2 separate regions of the Drosophila melanogaster genome follow, and region 1 is linked to region 2. Evidence: chromatin contacts called from public Hi-C data. All regions are on one chromosome and are shown on one strand. The core of a region is the stretch at or near the end of the contact, and the rest is flanking DNA. Distances in the headings are between cores, read along the strand shown.

Region 1 (6,565 bases), core at 3,343-5,842, 110 kb before region 2:
CAGGAAAGCGTTGTCAGTAACCTGTGAGCAAAACATTGTAAATAAAATGCAGCTGGATTGCGAAGGAAGGAGGTTGTGGAGTTCTGTGTCTGGCTTGCTGACCTGCGGCGCTTTTGTGTTAATTGCGGTTGCATTTAATTACAGTTCGTTGCAACTGGCCAGCTTTCCCGACTGCACTGCGTTTTAACCACCTCCACCCCCCGCACATTTTCCACCAAACCGAGCCAAGACCTGAGCTAAGCTTTTAATTAAAATTAAAAATATTTGGTCTACTTTGGCAGCATGACTTTGGCATGTGTTCGACTATGCAGGCCATAAGCCAACATTGTTTACTGCGTGTGTGTATTGGCCAATTGCAATAAATCTTCTAGCCACATCATCAAATGTAAATTAAGGTCGAGTTTATTGAACCACAACGAATTCGAAGTTTACTTGTACACCGCAATGATGTCCAAAATGCTAACATAGGTGCCCACCACTCCGCCAAAGATGCCAAAGCACAAAAGCAGCAGATTGATGATCAACTTTATCCGGAATGGTCCATAGCCCTCGGTGTACTGGACGCAGATCTGGAGTAGCACGGGGAAGATGAGGCCCAGGATCGAAAGGCAAAAGGAGCCAACCAGGGAGAGGAAGACCGATAGATCCGGAATGGCAACCGCGCAGCCAACTAAAAATATATAAACATATTAAAACTAGTATTTCATCAAATGTTTCTTTCCTTACAAGTGAGCAGCACGATTATGGCTCTGAAAATCAGTTCATAGAATGTCTGCCTGGTTTCCTTGAAGCGCTTGGCCAAGTATTTATCCCACAGGATGTGGGCAGTCACATAGCCCTGCAAGGCATATGAGATCCAAGTGGTGATGGCAAAGAATACCTTTACCACCTGAGCGGGTCTAAAAGGCGGAATTCAACATTAAGTGGCTAACACTTAAATAGCATTGAGAACTCACATTTCAGACTGCGGAATATTCAGTGTAATACTGCCCTCCGACTCATTGCCATATTTCCAGTAGCCAAAGAATCCGAGCAGAACATACAAGCCCAGCACTATGGACATGCCACTATTCAAAATGCCACAGGGGCCCACAAAGGATTTGGGCGTGGCCATATTCTCCTCAATTGCCAGGATCTTTTCAAAGAAGATAAATGATTAAATTGCATTATATATGATATGTTTATTATTTTTAAGACTTACCACTCCCACTGCTTCCAGAGCAAAGAGCACTGTGCCAAAGAAGGTGGGCAACTTTCCGGCGGCCACAAAAGGATCTCGTTCACTTAGGGGTGGTAGCTCCTCAAAGATGTAGTACAAAATGATGCCGAAACCTAGTTAAAAATTAAAAAGTGGAACTTAATGACTTCTTTTTAGAAAAAGTATGCAAATTAAACAAAAAACTTACCCACTAGAAGCAAAAGATTTGCTGCACTGGAAAAAGGCGCGAGTAGCTTTAAATTCTTTATGCTATATATCAGCAGGAGTGGCACAATGATGATGCACATGTGTATTCGCACATCCCAGACCACCAGATACTCATCCACCAGCTGCTTTATGCTTTCCGCTATGAAAACCACGTAGACGCAACAGATGCCGAAGTGGTAAAAGGCCAGGAAGCCATCTACAAAGGGACTGATGAAAAATAACACTATAAAATATGATTTACATACAATATATAAAACATAAAACAAGTAAGTATGCCTCATGCCTAAGTTAAATGCTAAAGCCACTAGGAAACAAATTTCACAATAGGTACTCAACACTTGGCTAAAATGTAAATTGGTAAACCTTCCGCAACTTAAGCAAGTAATTGAATAAAAAAAACCCTCAAGATATTATTGATAAGCGATGTAAACCAATTACTAAACAAACTATTGGGATGTGCCCCCATATTTTAGGGTGCTATTGTAAAGATAAAGATACAATAAATCGTAGTGAAAATCTATTGATCAACAACAAGATAAGATTTTCATTACCCAATTGAGTAATCATTAAAAAGCACTTAGAAAGTTAATCAATATATAGAGGGAAGTTATAGATAGCAGTTGTTTTGCCGAGTTACTTCACTTACACGGCAATGGGTGCCAAACAACGCAGCCAGGGTGGACCTTGTTTGAGTCCCAGATTCATGGCCTGCGAAAAGCTGACGTAGGGAACCCGCTGCCGCTTGCACAGTATGTACATGCATTTGATCTGTAAATCAAGTATATATAAGTAAGTAAGGAAATTTCTATGTGACTCCCACCAAAAACCCACCAAAATGTGCAGGCAGTAGAGGGCCAGCGATCCAATGATCAGCGTGAGAAGGGTGCCATTCACATATCCTGCGTGTGCGAAGGCACTGGGCATGGCCAGGACGCCAGTGCCCACGGAAGCCTTCAGGAAGTGGGCGAATGTCTGAAAGTTTCTGGGGAAAGTGGGGCCTGAAAATGATTCTCTGAGCTCAGCACTGTTGAAAATCTATGCTTACGTAGTGGGATTCTTCAGCTCGCGGTGCTGATGAGGATCGTAATCATCGTTACTGCCATTCGCTGATTTTGTTGGGGTCGTTAATTCCAGTGTGGTTGGGTAAACCGTCACGGTTTTTATATCGTCGCTGTTGGGGGAGCAATTAAAAGTTGTTTTTGAGGTGAATTGATTGATTGATAAATGGGTTCGGGTCGTTAAACAATAAGCGCCAAGGAGGTTCCTCGAGAAAAGATGTTGGTTCAAAATTAAAGGTCGTAAAAATATACAATTTCTTAACCGGGATTTGGTTGAGGCTAATGTTTTGTCATTTATTGTGTTTGCGCATCAGTTAGCTTATTTTTTACGATCTCGAAACCAGAAGAATACGAAGACTACTCACTTCATAGCGATAAAGTAGCGACCGAGTATTTGATAAAGCTACTTGAGCTCGCGGGCGTATAAATCTTTTATCACACGCAATTAAGTCGCCAAAGAGACAAAGATCGTTTCGTGATTGCGAATTCCCGGCCCAACCAGATTTCTTGGGGACTCAACCGAGTGCCTGGCCCACCGGACGGATACTAAATTTCGGATCCCGGTCGAAGCCGCTCAACACCTCTCGTTCGTAAACCGTGCTGATAATCTTGGAAAGATAATTGCACGATAATCAGCCGTATCAGAAGACTTCGCGGGGAACGTGGGAAACCGGAGTGCAGCAATCCGAAATGTATGCCAAAATATTATGTGCACTCTTAAGTGGAAATAATAAAACCAGAATGAAGGCCTTAACCAGTTTGCTGATCGGTTTGAACCTCCCGAAAAGTTCATCGACAATCATCAAACTCTTTATACCTAATATATTATGGCAAAAGCTTGGACATCATTGAATTCAACATTTCTAGTTAGTCGATACTTCCACACAAAGCTTACATTTTACTTTACAGAATAAAGCTTTAGGATATCAGGGCGTATACGTGATGTAGAGATGTATATTTTCAATTTTACACAGTAACCTCTGAAAATGACATCTCCTGTTTTGAGCAACAGTAAAATTTAAAAACATTTACTTTAAAACAAAAGTGCTCCCGAAAATGTCTAAGAATCCACTTCGATTGTTCATAAAACCTGTAATTCTTCGCCGCCTGTCTGATAAGCCCAAGTTGAGCAACAAGCCATCGAACACCCCTCGCCCACCAAAGGATCCACCGGATGAGGGCTACCAACCGACCAGTGTCGATCACAATGGGATCGATGTGCCGCCGTTTGTGAGACCCTCTTCCTTCCGCCAGTTCAGTGGACCGGATGAGAAGCTGGGACCAGGAGCAGGCAAAGCGCTGCCCTACAAGAACCCAACTTACTTTGGCTATCATCGATTCTCATTTATGGAACTCACGGTCACGGCTGTGGAGTTACGAGACGAACGTCGATTGGACGGAGGACTACAGGCATCCATCGAAGCCGACGAAGAATCCGAGTGTGGCGAGGCCCAACTGGAGACCATGAAGAAGCTGGAAAGCGAGTGCGATGCGATACTCTCCAACCAAGCCAAGAAAATCCAGAAGGCCAAATCTTCGGCCGAGGAGAAGTGTCTCCAGGAGATGAGTGAGGAGGAGCTAAAGGAGTGGTGCAAGAAAAAGGAGGAGGACATCAAAAAGAAGGAGCAGGAAAAGAAGGAGGCCAAGTCCTCGCCCAAGGAGAAGAAAATCCAGGACATGAGCGAGGAGGAACTGAAGGCTTGGTGCCAGAAAAAGGAAGAGGACATCAAAAAGAAGGAGCAGGAAAAGAAGGAGGCCAAGTCCTCGCCCAAGGAGAAGAAAGTCCAGGACATGAGCGAGGATGAACTGAAAGCTTGGTGCCAAAAGAAGGAAGAAGACATCAAAAAGAAGGAGCAACAAAAGAAGGAGGAAGGAAAGTGTGAAGGCGATGACAACAAAAAGGATTAAATAAAGCAGACTGCGTTACTCTTGAAAAATGAACAATATTGTTCAAAAATGTACGTTATTTGGTAGCTTAATAAATGAATTGTAGTTTAATTCCAGTATTTTTAGTGTGTTGAGCTTTGAAAAAGCTCTTTCGAAAACTGGTATATACTGGTGGCATATTAGCGGTCACACCATCCGATTTTCTCTCCCAACGAATTGAAATCAGTTGTTCGGTGTGCGTGTGTGGAAAAAGTTCGAGTTCGCCGAGAGAAGCGTGAAAATCCGATATCGAAACTACGTTTTTTTTTTAGTCATTATACCGATTGGCTATGCAAATTTAATTGCGGATCTCCCAAATCATCGAAAAGCCAACAGGTCGCCCCTCAACCAAAATAAACACAACAATCGAGCCGCAAATGAAACGGGCAAAAACAGCAAAGGCAACTGGCGAACCGCTTAACCGGTTTCGAAATATCCATCGTAGCACAGTTTCCTCGTCCATATAATATTCCGATTGCAGTGGATCAAAATATACACACACACACTCGCATATAAATTCGCAGATATACGTTGTTTGTGTGAGTTTCTGTTTGTGGTTCGCGTGAAAAATAGTTTTGACAAATAAATACAAAGCCAGACGCCGACATAACTGTGAAAATAAACCATAAGCCAGACAGCAGCCATGGGTTATTCCATTAAGGTAAGTGCCAAAAGCGGAGAGAAGTGCCAAACGGAAAAGAGAAAAGAGAGCCAGATGTACTATGAAAGCTGCGATCTGTAAACCAGTTAACCATCTTGGTTAGTTGGAAAACAAATATACATATATATATACAAAGAAGAGTGGGATCTGTAGGATTTTTTGCGGCTCATGTCGGGCTTGTAATTAAGGTGCCATAAAATGCCGGGCCAAATCCCATACTCAGTTAATTACAGACTACAGCACTAAGCCAACTGTGACTCCAGTAAGCCGAAAAGAGAACGCAATAGCCAAATTCATAAACTAAATATAGTGTAGATTATCTAGTCACATTGATTAGCTGGCCTTGTTTTTATGTTCGACCGCTTATCTGCCATTACAGTCTTTTTTTCAAAAGGGCTCACCACCGTACATAGTACATTCAGTTGACATAAGTCAACTTTGTTTATGATGGACGTCATCAAGAGGGGTGCTCAAATACATGCTTTTGACCAAAACATGAAAAGCACTGAGAAAATAAAAATCCACCCTTTTCTATGTAATGTGTTATACAACCCACGGTTAAATGTGGATTATACAGTTTATGAACTTAACAAGCGACTTGGGAACGAAACAAGTGAAGGCATTTGTCAGGCTCAAATAACAATTTACTTATCAAGCTAGCAATTGTAAGGTATTTTATTTATTTTGTCTTGCTGTTCGATAAGCGTTTTGACTTTAAAAATAATCTGAACTCGAGTGGGAGTAGCCAACTTATCATGCTACCAACTCATCATAGGTTTGCTATCTGTACTTCTATATATTTTAGGAGTAGTTATAAAGAGTTTAGTTTGCCTTGCACGTAGTTTTGGTGGTAACTTTCCCAGAAATTTGAAGATCACCATCAAGTTCAGCAAGATAATTAAATGTATTGCACTGTGCCAATATAATAATAATCTAATATGAATATACGTTTTAGTACAAATCGACAGCGATTGTGTTTAATTGCCTTCGTGATCTTGGGAACATAATGCCCACAGGTTGTCAAGCTAAGGTTCGATTAAATGTCAGTCTCTGTTTGATACAAAGTAGTTTCGATATAACTCAATAACTCAATTTATTCGATTGCCAATCAGAGATCAGGGAGATTATCAATTTAGCCCCATCAGTTTGTATTATATGTGTTCTGATCAAATCACATTGGACACGCAAACCGGTCGGTGCTTATGCAACTCAAGTTATTAGTGTCACTATGGCAAAAACAAAGGACTGTGAAATTGAGTGAAAAAGTCTGTAATTGCATGTGCAATTTACAATTTTCTGCCGTCCATAAGCATTAATTGCACCTTAATAGACTAAGGGGGCGGAGTTGCCCCCCCCCCCTCGATTTCCACGCCCTATTTTATAGAACCGATAAGAAGGCGGCGTCTGTCGATCGGCCCGACTTCCAGCCGCAACTGATAAGTGATACTTGAGTTTCTGGCTCTGTTCGCCTTCGTGGGTTTTTGGGGGTCTAGT
Region 2 (5,960 bases), core at 3,232-5,731:
GAGCAAATAAATCGAGAAAGGAAATGAATCATGAATAAGGAACATATTTTATAAAAATATTGTATGCAAATGATGTCAAAATGTTGCAAACAACCAGAAGTAATGAGCCCCCTCCCCCTTAGAAATTAGTTTAAAACAAATTTACAATTAATTGTTTACCACGATCAGTTGCATCAAATCTGAACCCCCCCCCCCAAACACACACATACCAGCCACATCCCACACACACACACACACATTCGCAACCAGAACTCACACACACAAACACACCTACACATTTCCGGCGCGCTCTCAGAGAGCGAAAAAGCTACACGAAAACGGAAGCGGAATCGAGACAAGAGGCTCCTGCGGCCAAGGCTCATTTCCGCTTCCTGGTAAAAAGAAGAGGAGCAGGAAGTGCAGAGAGAGCCACAAATTCTAGAATATTTAATACATAAGAAATGGTTTAACACAAACTAAACTGTCGTGTCAATCCCAAAATGAAAAGAAACCTAAAAACGAAGTAATTTACAAATATTTCATAATAAACATTGCATAAACTTCGCGTACGAGTAGTAACCAATATGCCCTTAAATCAAAGTCTAAACACAGCCAACAACCAACATTAAAAGTAAACTAAATAAAACCTAAGCCCAAGCGTATATATTAAATATATGATAAAGATACAAATCATTTTTGAACATAATAAACAACAAACAAACCAACCGTTACAATAACATAATGTAATAATGAGCGTGTGAAAAATGTAATTGAAAAACCATTTTTTCGAACTTGTTTCCCTACTGGTCGCGTTTTTGGGACCCCACACAGAGCCTCTGATCTCAGAATCCTGGCAGTCCCGAATTCGCGACGCAGTAGGTCGACATGATCGAGCATCTTTTAATTATTAATAAATGTATTATGTTTATAAAAAATTAAAAAGGAAATGCAAAAACAAAATAAAAATTAAATAAATTCATTTGTGGAGCGTATGCCTTATTCTTAGCATAGTTCATTCAGAAGTTAAAGACAAGACGATTGCATTGAAGTTTTGAAATATCTGTATTTGATACTTGGAATAGTTATATAAGGTTGTTATTCAAATATTTATACATATACAATTACAATCAAATAGCTCGTCTTTATAATTATAATATTCTGCTAGTTTATAGCACGCATGTTAATCCAGCGTAAGATCTGCGATAGGATCGATTCGGAGTTAAGTTGGGGCGTAGGAGTAGTAAAACCGCATTGTATCCACAGCTGATATGGTATGCAAGTTCCGAGAGATTCGCGGGTTGAGATATACAATCATAATGCATGCTTTTCGTAGAAGCCGGCGAATCGCTCGCCAGCAGTTAAAATGTAGAAAGTGAATTTTAAGACAGAGTTACGTGGTAGTTTCTATTACTGTACAATAAGTGGCTCGAGTTCCGCTTCATGACTAGGTTTTGGGCTAAGCAAAGTGCTATACTGGGGGACTCGCCTCCGATTCCTGGTGTGATGCTTGTTAATTAACGCTTTTTATAATCAGTCGAACGTGTGAGTGAGTGTGGCTTTCTAGCAATCTCTAGCAATCGCGGCTTAAAAGAGGCCGCCTTAGTATCGATTACAAATTATGCATAAAACTTAACTACGCTAATTTGGCAACAACGAAAGGGTAAACAAAACGTATACAAACAAGGAATATATGTATGGGTATATGGGGGTATTGCACGGTAGGGTAAAAATTGCACTTAAGGTTAAAACTAGGGTAATACCATCGCATCTTTGTGTCGAGATTGGGATAGGAGATTTCAGATTTCGTTCTTGCCCGGAGATTACTTTGGACTGGGGAACTGGGGAGATTACTAGCGCACGTGATCGTCACGTTATGGCCGTTGAGATTAGATAACAAAACGATCCGCTTCACTTGCGCAGCTGCAGTTGACCCTGCTGCTGGCTGGACTGGCTCGCTTGCTGCTGATCACGCTGCTGGTGGTGGTGATCCTCGTCGTCGCTGGGCTCTTCGCGCAGCGGCAAGGAGTCTATCTGCTTGGCCGTGGTCACCTTCTTGTTGCGCTGCCAGGTGAAGACTCGGGCCATCTGCAGGAACTTCTTGCGCGACATCTTGCCCATGTTCTTGAGCCGCTCCTGGAAGGGTGCGTCGTCCTCGCCCTTAGCCTTGCCGCTCTGCTCCTTCTCGAGGGCGTTCATGAAGTCCTGATTCCAGCGCAGCTGATTCATGAACTCCTCGTTCTGCAGCATCAGGGCGAACTGTTCGTCCGGCAGTTCGAAGTCCTGCTGCCCGGGAGCGGGCGTTATGCGCAGAAAGCCCGCAGGCAGTGGACCCAGGATGGGCGGATTCCAACGCCTGCTGCGTTTGGTGGGCGTGTTGTTCTGGCTGCTTCCCTTGCTGTTGGCCGCTCCCAGCGGGCGCTGCTTGGGCGAAGCGCCCGTGTTCTGATGGTTCGGCGATGCACCGGCCGTCGGTAACAGCGCACTGGGTGCTCCAGGTGCACCGACTGCACCCGCTCCTCCGCCGTCCGTGGTGTCCACCAGCTGCAGGTCCCTGTCCGAGTCGTTCAGGTTGATGAGGCTCTGCTGGGGCGAGACATTAGCATCCAGTTCATTGCGCAGTTTCTCGTTCTGCGTTCGTTAGTGGGTTAGTACAGCATAGACGTTAGTATACACAGGCGCCTCCACTCACCTGGTTGTCAATCGACATGGCCAGCAGGGCGTCGATGGTCTGGTCCACGGCCCCCAGGTTCGCCCGCAGGATGGCCTCGATCACCTCGCGGTCGATGTCCGGGAACATCTTCTTAAAGTCGGTCATTGCCTGCGAAAATTCCAGCTGCAGCGTTGACATGATTATTCTTATTTTTATTTTCGCCCCCACAGTCCAATTGACGGAGCAGTGTGACCAGAGCGAATGTTCTTTAATTCTGCCAACAAACAGGGGGTTCCTACTGGTGACAGATAAGTTGATAAGAATTACTTGGCCCTTACAATAATCCAGATTGCTGAACAAGAATATTATTACTAACAAATAACTTAAATATTGAAGTGTTTTAGCAACATCAAGCAATACTCTATCATGAATTTGGATACATGCGAGGATATTACAATTCAGCGATTACACATGTTCAAAGAAGTGAGGAAAGCTTATTTCTGAGGTACTCTACAACCACAACATCTAACACTGGCAGTGTTGCAAAGCGGTTAAGTCCGGCTTTGGCGGCAATTCAAACTGGTTTTATGCGACCGTATCAATAAAGTTCAATTTAGTGCATTGTTTATGGAAGTTTGAGAAAGTTATCCGACAGATGACTCAGTGAAGCAGCCACATCGGCTGTCACGTGATATCCTCAACTCGAGTGGCTGATAATTGGCGGCACGTGCTGGTGCCTTTGTTCCGGCAAGCAGTGTCGGTTCAGTCGGTCGCGTTTTAATAAGTGTCAATTAGCACTGATATGGCTGCCACTTAATTTGCTATCAGCTCTGGGCGGTGTCCAAAGAGCCCGCTTATCAGAATCAGTCGGACAAGTGATGAGCGAGACACCCCCGCCGGATTTGGGTTCGGAATAGAGGTGATGAAACCATAAATTTCAATTTAATCACAAAGTCTGCGGAAGAAGCGTGGGCTACCTTCCGATATTTTCGGATCAGACAAGAGGTTTCGAGAGTTCGGATCATCCAATTATAGACTAGACGGAATTAATTGCTGTCTACTGGGACTTTGCTTTTAAGACGCATTATATTTGGGAAATGACTCGGGGGAGATTCTATATAAGCAAAACACAATCTTTAAAATACGTCGAAAATTTTAATTAAAGATTTTTATGCGACGGCACCCCCAATTAATTTGGGTTTCTGTGTGACTTAATCCGGGCAAGGTGTTGCGTCATATTTTTTTGGATTTTTATAATGAAGATTTGCCGAGATACGCGAATGATTAGGTACGCATAAGAGATAAGAGATCGGTGTAGTTATCTATGCGATGGACATGTGTAAATTTCCATGCTATTTTCGTATAAACTTTATTTTTAACCCCCTTGTATGATAGATTAAACATTTTTATTTAGATTTGTGAAAGGCACATCCCACAATGGGTTGGTTCTATTTACAAGTGCCCAATTAATCTTAATGTCTCATTAAAAATATTTTATTTACATTTGTGACAGGTTCACCCTGCACAATGGGTCATATTTACATGTACCCAAAATGTGTAAGGAACTCAAATCATGTGATGATTTCATTTGAATTCCATGAGTTTGGAAATGCCTTTTGCGATCTCAGCTTCCGCTGTTGAAAAACTGCAAGTCGACATTGACCCAATTAACATTTAAAATATTCCAGCTAAGTCATGACGAGTTTAATGACCTACAGTTGAAGTACTGGTTCATGTGGGAACATTTTCCGAATCTCACCCTGGCACTATCATCCCAGTGCACAGACTATAAAAACCTTGCTCAAATCACCTTGAAGTCCCAAAGCCCTGAGTTAACGAACCGGGCGAGGGAGTACGCCCTAGATGATAGTAAAATACTTACGGTTCAGAGATCGAAGTGGTACATAATTCAAGTGACTTAATTTGCTGACACAGCGCACCCAAATGACCCATCCCCAGTGCTGTAGCGCAGTCAGCAGCGCCAACTATATGGCCCACCGATCATAAATCTTGGCTTTATCGGTCGATTTGTCAAAAGCGTGGCACGACAAGCGCACGAAGATCGCGGCCGAAGGCTCCAACCGACTTGAGTCGGTGCTGGTGGGATTCGATGAGTTAGTTCGCCGCCAGAGCAGAACGCGTTTAGTAGGAATCCGAGTGCCTAAATCCGAGATTGTGCCCAAAATTAGAAGCGCAGAAATAAAATTACAAAAACTTTTCAAGTACTCGTGCAACCAGAGACCCAAACCCCACAAACACTCAATACCCCACCCATTGGTGGGCGAAAATCCAGTCCATCCGAGCCGCCCACACGAGCATTTGACTTCTGTCACCTCCGAAGTGGAAAAGTCGTCGGTTGTTGATTTTCACCTGTTGATTTACCCTTTTTGCGGCGTCGGTCTTCGAGCGCCTATATAAACAAATGCTCCCAACGGACCTGCGTTTATTCTGCATTGTCACACCTAACGGTTGAGATTCGCCAGCGGAGAATAAAATACAAAAAAATAATTTAAAGCCAAATCAGCAATCTATTTAGTGGCGTTCATTAGCTGGCTGAAGCTCTAATTTGACATTTATTTTTGGAACAACTCAGTAAAAAAGTACAGCTACAGTAAAAAGTACAGTTACAGTGAAAAGTGTTAACCGGAACTGACAGAATTCGGGATCAAGTGTCAAGAACTAGACATATCTGTCAAAGTTTTCAATTGTTTCCTGTGAATTTGGACAAAGGTGAGTTTGTATTACTAACTATTAAATCGAAACTAGAACTGTAAAAAACTTACTCAAAGTTATAATTATCTTGTGGCACAGATTATCCTTGGATTTTCCTATACTCTAAATATTTGTACATTTAAATGTAATCATTGAGTTTCAGCTGAATGGCGCCCATTTTAGCGCCCAAATTTACGTCGACTCATTGATAATGAAGCTTTATATATAAATTGAGTTATTTATACATTATCAGCAGAGGTTTTCAGAACTGTCACTGCGGGATTTTCGATTTTAATTACGTTCCACATATAGAAAATAAGTGTAGTCGTCTTATCAGGGCTGCAAGCGAAAGGCGAAATCCTAAAGTTTCAATGGAAAGAGTCGCGTGAATCGCTGGAAGGTATTGCGTAGTTTTACTTGGGAGGGGGGGATTCCAACTTAGATTCGGATGCAGATAGCTTTTGTTTACACAGCCCGAGAAGCGCGGAAAAAAAGAGGGCGTGTCAGTAGATTTGAACCTATTGTTCTTGATAAGATCGAGCTCCTAGCTCTCCATGTTGCTTGTGGTCCGATATTTTATGACGCCTCCGATGACGCACTTTATGGCGGGCAAGTAAAA

The links. Hi-C and Micro-C count contacts between places; a contact is called where the count stands out from the background.
Region 1: a contact with region 2 is called in a Hi-C map of the Kc167 cell line, with 3 times the contacts expected there. A contact is called at or near these places in 15 of 107 Hi-C or Micro-C datasets (the Clone 8 cell line, the Kc167 cell line, the OSC cell line and 5 more).

The regions. Positions count from the first base shown.
Region 1 is chr3L:1,968,106-1,974,670 of dm6, reverse strand. CG1927 reads left to right here and starts at 4,592. Exons shown (of 3, transcript NM_139427.4): 1 at 4,592-5,071. The coding sequence starts at 5,054. CG11815 reads left to right here and starts at 3,471. Exons shown (of 1, transcript NM_139428.3): 1 at 3,471-4,480. The coding sequence starts at 3,541. The coding sequence ends at 4,392. It overlaps acs (arcus), which reads right to left and starts at 3,033. Exons shown (of 9, transcript NM_139429.2): 1 at 2,850-3,033; 2 at 2,472-2,597; 3 at 2,258-2,408; 4 at 2,073-2,194; 5 at 1,407-1,633; 6 at 1,202-1,332; 7 at 957-1,135; 8 at 727-899; 9 at 386-670. The coding sequence starts at 2,854. The coding sequence ends at 429.
Region 2 is chr3L:1,854,112-1,860,071 of dm6, reverse strand. CNMa (CNMamide) reads left to right here and starts at 4,481. Exons shown (of 5, transcript NM_001202092.1): 1 at 4,481-5,359. CG12024 reads right to left here and starts at 2,907. Exons shown (of 2, transcript NM_167921.3): 1 at 2,669-2,907; 2 at 1,025-2,559. The coding sequence starts at 2,827. The coding sequence ends at 1,888. It overlaps Rap1 (Rap1 GTPase), which reads left to right. Exons shown (of 2, transcript NM_057509.5): 2 at 1-957.